Regions from separate parts of the Mus musculus genome. Here regions 2, 3 and 4 are each linked to region 1. The links are chromatin contacts, called in public HiChIP or PLAC-seq and promoter capture Hi-C maps. All regions are on one chromosome and are shown on one strand. Each heading gives the region's core, a stretch centred on a gene start, on an enhancer-like site or on the middle of the called end of the contact. The rest is flanking DNA. Distances are from core to core; before and after follow the strand shown.

Region 1 (2,929 bases), core at 194-2,693:
TCAAGGTACAAAGAGTACAGCAAACAGTTTTGATAACTTTTGATTGGGATCATGGAACAAGTAATAAACCCAAAGAAATGCAAGGAAGAACAGCTTGGTCATAGTGCCAGATATCAGGAATATGGGTAAGACCTATTAGTTTATTTCAGTAATTCAAGAGGAAACAGCCAAGCACCAGTCTTACTCTTTCTGTGCTTTTAGGAATTTATTCAAAGCTGTCACAAATAACAGCATCTAACACTGACTGAGAGGCCTCTGTTCTAAATAGCCTGTCTTCATTAACCCGTTTAATTTTCAGAACTCTCCAAAATATAGACTATTATCTCCATTTTCATAAGAGAAACTGGGGCCTGAGGCACTGTCGTGACATGCCTATAAGTAACAAGCTACATAGTAGGGCAAGCGAATTAAGCCAAGGCAACTGCAGCCCTTAGCTTGTCAAACTACAACATTCTGCTCTTTCTCCTAGTTTAAATACATGGAAATCTCAGGAGCCTGAGTGACTGAAATTGAAAAGGTATGGATTCTCCTGTGTCCAACTTGTGTACAATGAGCCGCAGTGAGCAACTGAGGATAGCTATGAATGCAGCCCAACACGGACTCGTAAACTTTGAGACTTTTTAACTGGAGGGTAGAGGCGGTAACTCAAGTATGAACTTGGTAGGTGGAGACCTCATGTTGCAATGTCAAAAGGCTGGACACACCTGGAACCACTATTTCCTGCCAGCCAGGTGAACAGGAAAAAAGGAAAGACAGAATTTCTGTTCTCAAGGAACTAGGGCAAAGCATCCCAAGTTATTACTATAAAACTAAATAAATAAATAAATAAATAAGGGAGTGTTCATTTCAACTTTTCCGCATGATTAAAGTGTTTACAAGAAACCCCTAGGTGTCATGAAAACTCAGCTGCTGCACTTGTGATCGTCAGAACGATTTGCAAAAATAACAGTGCGGTCCCAGAAGTGTAGACTCTGGAGACAGCTCAAGTCAAGCAAGCTCAGGCAGCAGTCTTTCCACACACCCACCTGCACCGTTACGCACTCCCCTCTCGCGTCCTGGACCCTGAGGGCGTCCCGCACGCGCATTTTGGCAGACGCGCGGGGCCTGGGGCAGGAAACGGAGGAACAGAGGCGCAGCGCGCCGAGCAGGCGCCGGGCCCCGAGCATGGCGAGACCGGACAGGGTTCCACGGGATGCCGGGCTACGTCCCGGCTCACAGTCCCCGAGAGCAGCCTTTTTCAGCCGCGCAGTCCTGCCGTCATGCGCTCCTGTCGCTCTTCCCTCCGCGCCCCGAGCAGTTCCCACGGGACCCCACCTCCGCGTCCCGCTCCCGAAAGCACAGAAGGTTCGACTACACGGAACACAGCGGTCAGTGTCACACCGTACATGGGACCGGAGTGCAGACCCAGACTTAAAGCACGTTGCAACTGAGCTACGTCACCCCGTGCTCGCTCTTCCGTCATCACGCTGGGTGGAGTCTGAGCATGCGTGATTGTGTCCGGGAGCTCGTGAGGCGCCGCACCGGTAGGGGCGGTGCAGGAGCTGAGGTGGGCGGGGCTAAGGCGCAAGGGCTGTCTCAGGTTTCTCAGAAATAGCTACTGTTGGGTCATCTCTAGGGAGACTGAGGAATACTTGTGGGCAGTATTGACAGATGCAGAAGGCAAGTGTCTGTGCAGAGTCTTAGGGGTGGAGAGGAGTTCTGAGCTCTGGGAAGTCAGTCTCCAGACGTAGTACCTGCTGAAGTCACTGTTGGGTGGTAGCCAAACAATTCGTTGCTTAAAAAGGAGCTTTGCCTGCCAGAATGGGCAAATCTTTTCTCTTACTTGCATTTGTTTGAAAAGAAAAAAATGGCCTTTGCATATATTCAGCTACATTTTAAGTTTACACAAAAATATTTTTTCGTAACTCAGTGAGACACATGATAATGCTTTTATCTAGTTAAACAAGAAAAGGTCAAAATAAGGACTAATTAAGTTGCCACGATGAGACACCATACATAGTCCTGTTCATCAAGGAGCTTATGATGAAAAGATGTTGGTTGGGGAACAGAGACAGAGAGGGAGAGATAGAGACACAGAGACAGACAAAGAGACAGTGAGACAGAAACCGAGAGAAACCATCACATTATACCCAGCAAGAGCACACATAGATATGTGTGTGGTAAGTGGAGTGGCGACCCAGAGAAAGAGATAATTAGGCTGAGTTTGAGGAAGGTTAGAATTTTTCCAGATGAGAATGTCAGAAATTTTCCTGTAAGAGGAGGACAGGAAAATCTGCTGGGAAGGAAAATGGCCTGAAAGAATTGTAAAACTCTTCTCTGGACAGACTTGAAAATATCTCCAATAAAAATACTTTGGGGCACTTCTGGAACCTTGAGAAAGGAAAAATCAAAAACTTGTAGCCTTCCAAATATGTAGAGATAGCTTATATCTTAAAGTATAAAAGTATATTCGATACCCCCCCCAAAAAAAAAAGTGAAACCAGCAACCAGCAAGCTCAATTTCTCTTCAGGTTAATTCTTCTGTCTCATCTTTCTTCCTCCTCTTTGCTCTGCTAAGTCTCAGGGAGACTATCTTCCTCTACTTAAGGCAAAGGGTTAATTAGGAAACTAAGCAGAGAACCATTGTTCAGTAACTCAAGGGAAAGGGACCCCAGTGGGTAAAATGGGAAATTAGCAGTGGGTAATCTAAAGTGTGTAGTGAAAGCTGATCACTGCCTGCAAGCTTTGTGCTCAGACCCAACTGCTCCCGTTTATCCTTTACTGTGTTAAATTCTATCTTCTGATTTGCTTTCAGTGTTTGGATCCACACGTCTGCCTTTAGATTCATCGCCTTCCCGATAGCAGCAGGAATGACATTTCTAACGTGAATGTTGTACCGTGCCAGCCATAATGATAGGTAGAGTGTCACAGAGTGGCTGTTCCCTGCCAA
Region 2 (2,957 bases), core at 414-2,913, 260 kb before region 1:
ATCTTGCTGGTCCCCACTAATTTTTGATAAAGGTACAAAAGAAATTAAATGGAAGACAGACAGACTTTTCAACAAATGATACTAGGGAAAAAAGGCTCAGGAAAGGAGTAGTGGCACGTGCCTATAATACCAACTACTCAGGCCCATACAGAGACTCCCTCTGAAAATCAAATAGGCTAACAAGACAGTGACAAAAGATGAACAATAGATTTGAAGGTAAAATGTCCAAGCTATAAAATAGTTAAAAGATAAATAAAGAACTAGATGGCTCAGCAGTTAAGAGTGCTGGCTGCTGCTCCAGTGTGTACATCAAGAGGCTCATCAGCTCCAGGGATGGACTTGACACTTTCTCCTGGCCCATTTGGGTACTTTTGTGCACATGTGCATTCACACATACATAGATTTACCCTTACAAATAAAAAAGGGTAAATAGGTGGAAATTTTTGTCTTATGAAAAATTAAGTTTTGGGGGTTGGGGATTTAGCTTAATGTAGAACGCTTGCCTAGCAGGTACAAGGCCCTGGGTTCAGTCCTCAGCTCTGAAAAAGAAATCAAGTTTTTAAAAAAGTATTCAGTGGAAACAACGATGAACCATGCTCTATGCTATGTGGTTTAAAGAAGAGAGGCATGATGGAAACATTCCTTTTAAACAACTTAAAATATTTATAAAGTTGCAGGAAGATAAGACATTAATATATAGCCCTAAACGATGAAGCAGAGCTTTAGATGTATCATAAAAAGAGCCACAGTTTCTTAGCATATCACTGAAACAGGAACAGAGAGGGAGAAACAAAGAGGAGAGAGGGAGAGAAAGGAGGAAAATGGGGAGAGAAAAAGGAGAGAGAAATGAGTAAAATGACTATTACAAGGAAAGCTATAAAGAAAGGAAAAAGGCTTTGCTTTAAAAAGGTCACATGGTATGAACCAGGCCTGGGCATTGGAAAAAAGACAAGAGAGGTTTGGAAATTTGGTAAGTTGGATGTGGAAAGGAGGAAAGGAAGAACTTAGGGGTCCTGTGAGGCCTTCAGAACCACCCTTAGAAGCTGTATCTTTATTGGTAATGGGAGTTGCTGCAAAGTGCATAGCAGTAGAGAAATGTTAACTAGTGCTCTGTGGCTATTTGTTAAAATGTTAACTAGTGCTCATCTAGCAATGAGGAAGGTGAACTAGCGAATAACAACAACAACAACAACAACAACAAAAACTATTTAGGAAGCTGTTGCTATAGCTTTCTATGGTCAGAGAAAATGGCAATCTAAAGGAGAATAATGTGGCAGCAGAATCATTAGTTTGTGTACCAGAGTGAGATCTTGCCTCAAAAACAAAACATCAAAGTCAAAACTCATCAAAATACATAAAATAAATAAATAGAATAGTAATAATCAAGTCAGAGAGGAAGAGACAGTACATCTTACTTACTTATAATGGGACATAAAGAAGTTCCTAACGTAAGAGTATACTGTCTAAAAAGTCAAAACAAAGTCAAATTTATGTCTAGAATCAAGTAGAGATTACCATTTGCTCTGATGAAACAGAAGTGACTGTTTTCCTTTTGTACCCAAATCTAGTTAGAAAACAAACCATTTCACAATTACCCAGACCACAGAGACACGAATGTGGGAACATATGACCTGGAAGTTGCATCACTCCTGCCGTTGAGCAGAGTACATCTCATGTGATCCTGTCTGTCCTTTAGGTTAGGTCTGTAAGTGCGCACAGAACAAGGTCATGACTTCCTTCTATTGCTCTTTGGCAACCAGAAAAATAAAATAAGCCTCCACTGAGACTTACGATGACTAAATCACATTATAAGTATTTTGTTGGTGGTGAAGAGCTTATAAAATTCTACCATATCAGTCTCCAGGGAGATTCCCTGGGGTCATGAATATGGGTTCTAAACATAAAGGCTGCTTTACATATGGGACAAGAACCTGGTTTGTTTTAGGTTAGTCTACATAATCAAGTTGAACTAGGCTAGTTCTTATAGGTAAATTGTCTTTTAAGGAAAAAGGAACTTTCTGAAGATCCTTTTAGCTTCAGCCCTGAAAACTGAAAGTACTTCTAAAATTCTAGACTCTTTTGTTCTGCCTTAAGTATTATACTAAATAAAACGATTCTTCTTGAATTACTAAGGATTTTCTTAGATGCTCTATGAAAATTAGAGAATCTTTAATACTAAAAATTCTGAAAAAGAGACAGCCTAGGGTACAATACTTATCATTAAAGTTTCCTGTAAAGGGCTGACAGTAAACATTTTAGGGCATATAGTCTTTCTTACAACTATCAAATCTATAGTAGCATGAACATTACAATTTATAAGCAAACATCTAGCTTGAATTCACCAAACTGTTCCCAAAGTGTGTGGTTCAGCTGTTTGCTAAATCAGGGATTAGGATAAGGTAGAAAGGCTATGAAGAAAAGGTAGAGGGTGCTGTAGGAGGATGAGTGTAACAAATGGGTGAGAGACCAAAGTCTCTTCCAACCTAGGGAGCCTCACATGGTGTTCACTAAGGCAACCTGATATCATGATATCTTATTTAACTAGATTACTTAGATTCTTAGAAGTGAGAGATGTGTTCTTCTAAATAGCCAAGCTAGGCAGTACCTTCTATTACTTTCTTCTTTGGCAGTTGAAAGTATTTCTAAAACTCCACAATCTTCTGTCATGGCTTAGGTACAACAGATAACAGAATTCTTCTCTGATGACTAAAATTTTCTCAGTGCCTCCAATCATCTTTCTCCAGATTCTGTGGCTAAAGCTGTAGAAGGGGCAAGGCATTTCTTGGAAAAGAGTTTTGCATAACTTCTAGAAATGGGTGTGTCCTTTTAACTTCCCTCTTTCTGATGAAGGTAAAACCAAAAACTGCCAATAAGCCAGGAGATTCCTGTCAAGGGAGGGTTATTAAAACCTGAGTCTACTACATTATCAATACTCCAACTCTATTAGGTAGAACACA
Region 3 (2,883 bases), core at 19-2,518, 300 kb before region 1:
AAATGTAAGATGCTGTCACCATCAAGCATTCCTAATTGTTGACTAAGTGAGTTTTCATTCTACCTTTGCTAGCCAGCAGTACAACCTTCAACAGAACTGCTCCTCTGCCTTGACCTCTGGATGTGCTGTTATTTGAAGAGTTCAGAACTAAGTACTCTCTAAGGACCTTTCAAGATCTCCTATTCCAGAAGTCTTCTAGTCTATTCTATTTATTCCCTTTATCTTGGCTGGTTGTTCTGGATAATGAGATTTACAACCATGGAGAATTGTGGTCATTGTAGGCATTCAGAAAAGCGGGGAGGAGATGGTACACATATTAAATAAAAAAAGTTTTTTTTTTTTTTTTTTACTTTTCTCAATTAAATTTTTGTAGCAATGTTTCAATATGTAGAATTTCAGTTATTTTGGTCTAACTCCTATGAATAAAGTTAGAATTTCTTTTAAAAAGAATACATGTGAATAGTTTGTCTGTATTTTTGTATATGGACCAAATGCATGCCTAGTGCCTGTAGAGGTCCAAAGAGGGAGTCAGATCCCCTGGGACTGAATTTACAGAATTTTGACCTATTATGTGGGTACTGGGAATTGAACCCAGGTCCTCTGGATGAACAGCCAATGTTCTTGACTGCTGAACCATCTCTCCAGTCCTAAAGTTAGAATTTTTTGATGCTCCTTTCCTATTCCAACAATAGATTTCTCAAAACAACATTTGGAAATGAGTTAGAATTTTAAAACAAAATAGATTATACGACAACTTTCAAAGTTATAGTCAAACACTACAACTAAATAACTTAAGTAAACTGTAGCAGAATATCTATTTCAATTAGTGGCCAGATGGGGCTTGATATTGAAGCTAAATTCAGATATGTAATTAAAAACAATTAAATTTCACATTTGATATTAACCTAATTAAAAGAAACAGCAACTGTCAGACATAATTTGGCACAGAGTCAGACATTGTTCAATTAATAGTATGTAATCTTGCTAACAAGGAGGCAGAGCAACCACGAAGAGTCCAAGCGAAGTGTGGACTACAATCCCAGCACTTGAAAGTCAGAGGCAGACCAGCCTCAGGTATATGTCTCAAACCCAAACAAAGATAAGGGTTACAAAGGAAGTTTGGCTGAGACAACAAAAAAGCCTCCATGGTATAGGCTGACTGAGTAAACAGAACAGAAACTGAGGCATCGCTTAAAACTGTGGCTGCAGAGTCCAAGAGGAAGAGGAAACGTGTCCAGGGGAAGCAGAAGCAGAAGCAGAAGCAGAAGCAGATTTTCTTCAGAAATTCAGGTGGACAGACCACTGGAAACCCAGACACCTCCCAGTGGGCAGTGAGGCCTTGGGCAATGACTTAATGTCTGGAAAGACTCTGATCTATGAGAAGAACCAAATTAAAAACTGGACAGGTCCATTTGAGGTGAGATTGAAGACTGCAAAAAGGTTAACAGGGCAAAGAAAATGAGGCCAAAATCCCAGGGTTGATCCTAACTAGAACAGAGGAACAGGGCCAGAACTTACCAAAGGGGTGAAGGATCCCCCATAGCATAGATATCATGCTAGAGTGATATGTGCATATGCTGAATTTGATGGTGGAGTTCAGAGGTCTGGGGCATGTTTGTAGAAGCAGAAATGGAGACCAGAGGGGCTTGACACATAGCAGTACCTCCAAATCATGAATTCCAAATGCTCCTATTCTAGTCTTGTATTAAATCATAGCCTCTGGTTTTCATCTGTGTACTTTTAGAAATGGTCATTTAAAAATGAGGCTGCCCCCGGGCATGGTGGTTCATGCTTTTAATCCCAGCACTTGGGAGGCAGAGGCAGGCGGATTTCTGAGTTCGAGGCCAGCCTGCTCTACAAAGTGAGTTCCAGGACAGCCAGAGTTATACAGAGAAACCCTGTCTCAAAAAAACCAAAACCAAAACCAAAACCAAAACCAAAACCAAAAAAAACCCAAAAAAAAACAAAAATGAGACTGCCATTTTTAATGGTGTTAACTGAGAAAAGTATCATTTAGTAGGATTGTCATTTTACATATACAGAGAGGTTCTAGTGAATAAAATTAATTTCTAAAATTGGGTCACACTTAGTTTTATAAAACCAACTATATTTTCCTCATTTTTAAAATTTTGTTGTTAACTGATTAAATTTTTCTTAATTTAATACTGGCCTAGAGGTCCATGTTTTGCGGTATCTACCACAGCCAGTATTTTCACACTGTGTTCAAGCCTCTACAGAAAAGCATGGGAGAAAAACATTTAGGTCTTGTTCAACTTGTAATCTTCTTCTTCCCTTTCAGGTATTAAGATTTAAGATTGCATTTATGTTCATAGCAGCCTTAATTGTGATACCAGAAGCTGGAAACAACCTAGATGTCTCATGACAGAAGAATGGATACAGAAAATGTGGTTCATTTACACAATGGAATACTACTCAGCTATTAAGAATGAGGACATCCTGAGTTTTGCAGGCAAATGGATGGAACTAGAAAATATCCTGAGCGAGGTAACTCAGACCCAAAAGGACATGCATGGTATGCACTCACTAAGAAGTGGATAAGTACAGAATACCCGAAACTCAGTCCACAGAACTCAAAAAGGTCAACAAGTTGAAGTGTCCAAGTGAGGATACCTCAGTCCCACTTGGGAGGGAGAAGAAAGCAATCACAAGTGGGGAGGGAGGAAGGGACCTGGGAGGGAAAGTGAATGGGTAGGGGGAGTCTGAGGGAGAGGGAAACCTGATCTGGTATTGGGTGAGGTAAAAGGACTGAAGCCCTGAGGAAAAGCAGAAAGAATGGGAACAGGCAACCTTGGAAAACAGGACCCTCCAGAATGCACCAGAGACCTGGGAGGTAAGAGACTCTCAGAACTCAAAGGGAGGGAC
Region 4 (3,142 bases), core at 427-2,926, 320 kb before region 1:
TGACTGGAGCTGAACTCAGCTGGAGAAGAGCGGGGACCATGACTGGCTGAAGAAAGGTTCCTCAGGGAGTCTGTGAAAAGAAGAAAGGGCTTTGTGAGTGAAATAAAGTAGGGAAAGTGTCCTTGTCTTAAAGACAGTTGTCAGAGAGAGAAAAAAAGTATTTGGATAAGAGACAGTAATATGGCTGCCACATTCTTTCCCTCAGACACTCATTACCTCTGTCTTCCCAGGGAGGCAGGTTGGGCATTGTGGCCATCTTGGCTGAATGGGAGATGAGTTACACCTCTGAAAAGCTTAGGAGAAGTCTGAAGGCCAGGTTATCATAACCTAGACCTGATCTGCTCTACCCAGGGGGTTTGCCTATCCAATCCCAGAGTGACCCTTAGAGTGACAAGACTAGACTCTGGATGGGTGAGCACCATGCTTCCTTCCTGTAGGTGGCTCCTGTTGGGAGCAGATGAAGATTGGAGTGAATGTATACTGTTGACATGCCCATGGCCTTGTCAAGAACCTCAGTGACTCTGACTCATGAGCCTTCCTTGAGTGAGGCTCAGAGGCATGGCAAGACCTTCCTCTGGTCTAGGTAACAGTGTTTAAGAATACGTGAGCACTGTGTATATACAAAAACTAGAAACCTCAACTTCCCCTTCCTGAATGTCTGCAAACTAAGTCTTTTTCCCTACAGAGCCCTCCTACTCAGACTAGGTAAGGTCTTCTCCTGTGTTATACATAACAAACAGAGCTGGGTTTCTGGTTTGCAGGTGTTCAACAGAAAGCACAGTCCAAGATTCTAGCTTTTCTATATGTCTGTATGTTGTTTCTTGGTGGCCTGGAATTCATATGTAGACAAGTTAGTCTAACTCAGAGATCTGCCTGCCTCTGCCTCCTGAACTTTAATCCTGGGATTACAGTTGTACACCATCATGCTTGGCTGGCTGTCCTTTCTTTGTTCTCTTGTCACCACAGTCAAGGTTTCCAGGACTAAGAAGCCATTTAGGGTATGGCAGGTTCCTGCAGTTATTACCTCCCTCAAAGCTTCTGGCTCCACTAAATGAGACACTGCTTACTAAAGACTCACTGATTAAGGTCCAAAACTATGCCTTTGTGCAATAATGATAAAAACACAAACAAAAGCAGAGCTGTCCCTTCAGACTAGACCCTTGGTCATCCTGGTACTCTTCCATATCTTCTAGGGCAGCTTTGTTCTCTTTCCACTGGCCTTTCTTTTTTTCTTCTTATCTCAAACTCTCCTCTGTTGTATTAGAAAGGAAGTGAGGTATTTAAGGACAGATAAAGGTTTAGAGTACTACACCCCAGCCCAAAGCATTATTCATTTGGCTGGCTCTCTAAGCTTAGTCCACATTTCCTTAGTCTGACCTACTTCCTGCTTTCTCTCCACACATAAGCAAAGCAGATGGAAGCATCATCAGCCCCTGAGCATAGCTGCCTATTTGGGGGTTGGGAGTAATTCTTTGATTCTTTCTCCTTATGCTGTTCCTACAAACTGGATTCCTTCTCTACTTCTAGCAAGCTCATATGAAGATTTCAAGATCCTATGCAGATATTACATTCCCACAAATACCTTTCTGAATGCTTTTTTTTCTTTCTTGGAGCTGACAGGTTTCAGCTTATGCTTTGTTTATACCTATGGTCATTCTGCTTCCTTGCACTTGGTTTCTGAGAACCGTGTCAGTGAGATTATTACTACACAGTCCTAGCATGTACCTAATATAGTCCCACATAGGGGGTTCTTAGTCCATGATTACATAAATAAAACATTTGACATTTTAAAATTCCAACCATGAAACTTATATTCTCAAGAAATAAAGGTATAAAGATATAAGTTCAGATAATATGCTAGGTAGGGAGGAATATTTTGGGAGATGATGGCTTTCTAGAGTCATTCAAATCCTATCAGAAGAGATAAGGTTCTTTAGCTACTGTTTTCTGACCTATTTCAGGCTGTACTATCCACATGGCCCGAGGCAGGATTACCAGCTTATTCATGATGTACAGTACTAATTACACTCTAGTCACTCCTAGCACTGGAAAGGACAGAAGAGAGAAAGTCAATGAGTCTCTAGGGAGAAACTGTTCCATGATAGCTGTATTGATCTTCAAAATGAATTCCTATAACAGGTCTCATAGTGACCTGGATGTTTGTTAACAGAATCAATGCACTTATTATTCCATTAGATTTGCAAAATGAACTCTCCAGTGGTGGATGAAAGAGGGTTTATACTAAGGACGGAGTAGTCATGGCACCAGGGGAGGAACATAAGCTCTGTCTGAGAAGACACAGGGGAGGTGTAAAAAGAAACCCTTTGATGAGGTTCTATACTCTCAGTTGACTTTCTGGCTCCTTCTTGCTTTGCCTATCTCTTAATTCCTCAGACTCTAGTTTTAGACTTTCCTATAACTTCCCTCTGGCCATAAAGCCTTTCTCTGGAGGCATATTGCCTATTATTAAGCTTAAGCTTTAAATGCCACTCAAATGATGATAACTCTAAAACTTCAATCTCTAGCTCAGTCCTTCCAGAGCTTTCTACTGTACATCACCCCTTACCTGCTGGCCTCTTCCTTTATATCCCATCAGCTAGTTAAGCTCAGAATCTAAGCCAGCTCCTTTGTCCAACACTTTCTGTCTCAGGGAAGCGCATCAATACCTTTCCCATCAGTTGTCAAAGGCAGAAACCTAGTCACTCTCTGATTTCCCTGGCTTCTCAACATTCATGCCAGTCTGCCATTGTACACTTAACAATGGCTTCCTGTTCTCCTTCAGATGTCTTACAGAGCTCTGTCTCTTTTGAAAACTATCTTCTTGTTCACTTTTTCCACAGTATTTCTTACCAATTCTCTTTGCACTTCAGAGGGTTTTCAGAATTATACCAGTCTCTTGTATTATTATTATAAGATAATAAAGCACTATTTCTTCAGTTACAGTTACTGATTTCTTATTGCCTTCAAAATAAAGGTTCCTGGTTTGACAATGAGCCTTTTCTTTTTTTTTTCTTTTTCTTTTTTTGGTTTGGTTTTTCGAGACAGGGTTTCTCTGTATAGCCTTGACTGTCCTGGAACTCACTTTGTAGACCAGGCTGGCCTTGAACTCAGAAATCCGCCTGCCTCTGCCTCCCGAGTGCTG

What was found. Promoter capture Hi-C pulls out the DNA fragments that hold promoters and counts their contacts. HiChIP or PLAC-seq counts read pairs in DNA pulled down with a chosen protein or histone mark.
Region 2: a promoter capture Hi-C map of hematopoietic stem and progenitor cells shows a contact between it and region 1. The contact joins the enhancer-like site here to the promoter of Nars2 in region 1. A contact is called at or near these places in 9 of 39 promoter capture datasets (the 3T3-L1 cell line, 3T3-L1-derived adipocytes, the C10 cell line and 7 more), 3 of 484 Hi-C or Micro-C datasets (bone marrow-derived macrophages, cortical neurons and macrophages), 2 of 115 datasets of contacts at active chromatin or transcription factors (both in bone marrow-derived macrophages) and 2 of 9 other capture datasets (adipose tissue and macrophages).
Region 3: a contact with region 1 is called in an H3K4me3 HiChIP or PLAC-seq map of bone marrow-derived macrophages, with 7 times the contacts expected there. The contact joins the enhancer-like site here to the promoter of Nars2 in region 1. A contact is called at or near these places in 11 of 39 promoter capture datasets (the 3T3-L1 cell line, 3T3-L1-derived adipocytes, the C10 cell line and 6 more), 1 of 484 Hi-C or Micro-C datasets (bone marrow-derived macrophages), 4 of 115 datasets of contacts at active chromatin or transcription factors (acute myeloid leukemia, bone marrow-derived macrophages and microglia) and 3 of 9 other capture datasets (adipose tissue, liver and macrophages).
Region 4: a promoter capture Hi-C map of the HPC-7 cell line shows a contact between it and region 1, with 4 times the contacts expected there. The contact joins the enhancer-like site here to the promoter of Nars2 in region 1. A contact is called at or near these places in 21 of 39 promoter capture datasets (the 3T3-L1 cell line, 3T3-L1-derived adipocytes, the C10 cell line and 15 more), 2 of 484 Hi-C or Micro-C datasets (bone marrow-derived macrophages and large pre-B cells), 3 of 115 datasets of contacts at active chromatin or transcription factors (bone marrow-derived macrophages, extraembryonic endoderm stem cells and large pre-B cells) and 2 of 9 other capture datasets (adipose tissue and pancreatic islet).

The regions. Positions count from the first base shown.
Region 1 is chr7:96,950,041-96,952,969 of GRCm38.p6, reverse strand. Nars2 (asparaginyl-tRNA synthetase 2 (mitochondrial)(putative)) reads right to left here and starts at 1,443. Exons shown (of 14, transcript NM_153591.4): 1 at 1,026-1,443. The coding sequence starts at 1,166.
Region 2 is chr7:97,210,012-97,212,968 of GRCm38.p6, reverse strand. The region is part of intron 1 of Gab2 (growth factor receptor bound protein 2-associated protein 2); the gene reads right to left. Among named protein-coding and RNA genes, the nearest start is that of Usp35, 120 kb to the left of the region's middle. Within about 2 kb of position 1,663, at least 105 of the 459 cell types and tissues checked have an H3K27ac peak or open chromatin away from gene starts, as enhancers often do. A contact at or near this core is called in the HPC-7 cell line, adipose tissue, bone marrow-derived macrophages and 2 more, where this site is marked.
Region 3 is chr7:97,250,181-97,253,063 of GRCm38.p6, reverse strand. All of the region lies in intron 2 of Gab2 (growth factor receptor bound protein 2-associated protein 2), which reads right to left. Among named protein-coding and RNA genes, the nearest start is that of Usp35, 80 kb to the left of the region's middle. Within about 2 kb of position 1,268, at least 37 of the 459 cell types and tissues checked have an H3K27ac peak or open chromatin away from gene starts, as enhancers often do. A contact at or near this core is called in bone marrow-derived macrophages and microglia, where this site is marked.
Region 4 is chr7:97,268,730-97,271,871 of GRCm38.p6, reverse strand. Gab2 (growth factor receptor bound protein 2-associated protein 2) reads right to left here. Exons shown (of 10, transcript NM_010248.2): 3 at 1-70. Among named protein-coding and RNA genes, the nearest start is that of Usp35, 62 kb to the left of the region's middle. Within about 2 kb of position 1,676, at least 50 of the 459 cell types and tissues checked have an H3K27ac peak or open chromatin away from gene starts, as enhancers often do. A contact at or near this core is called in the HPC-7 cell line, adipose tissue, bone marrow-derived macrophages and 2 more, where this site is marked.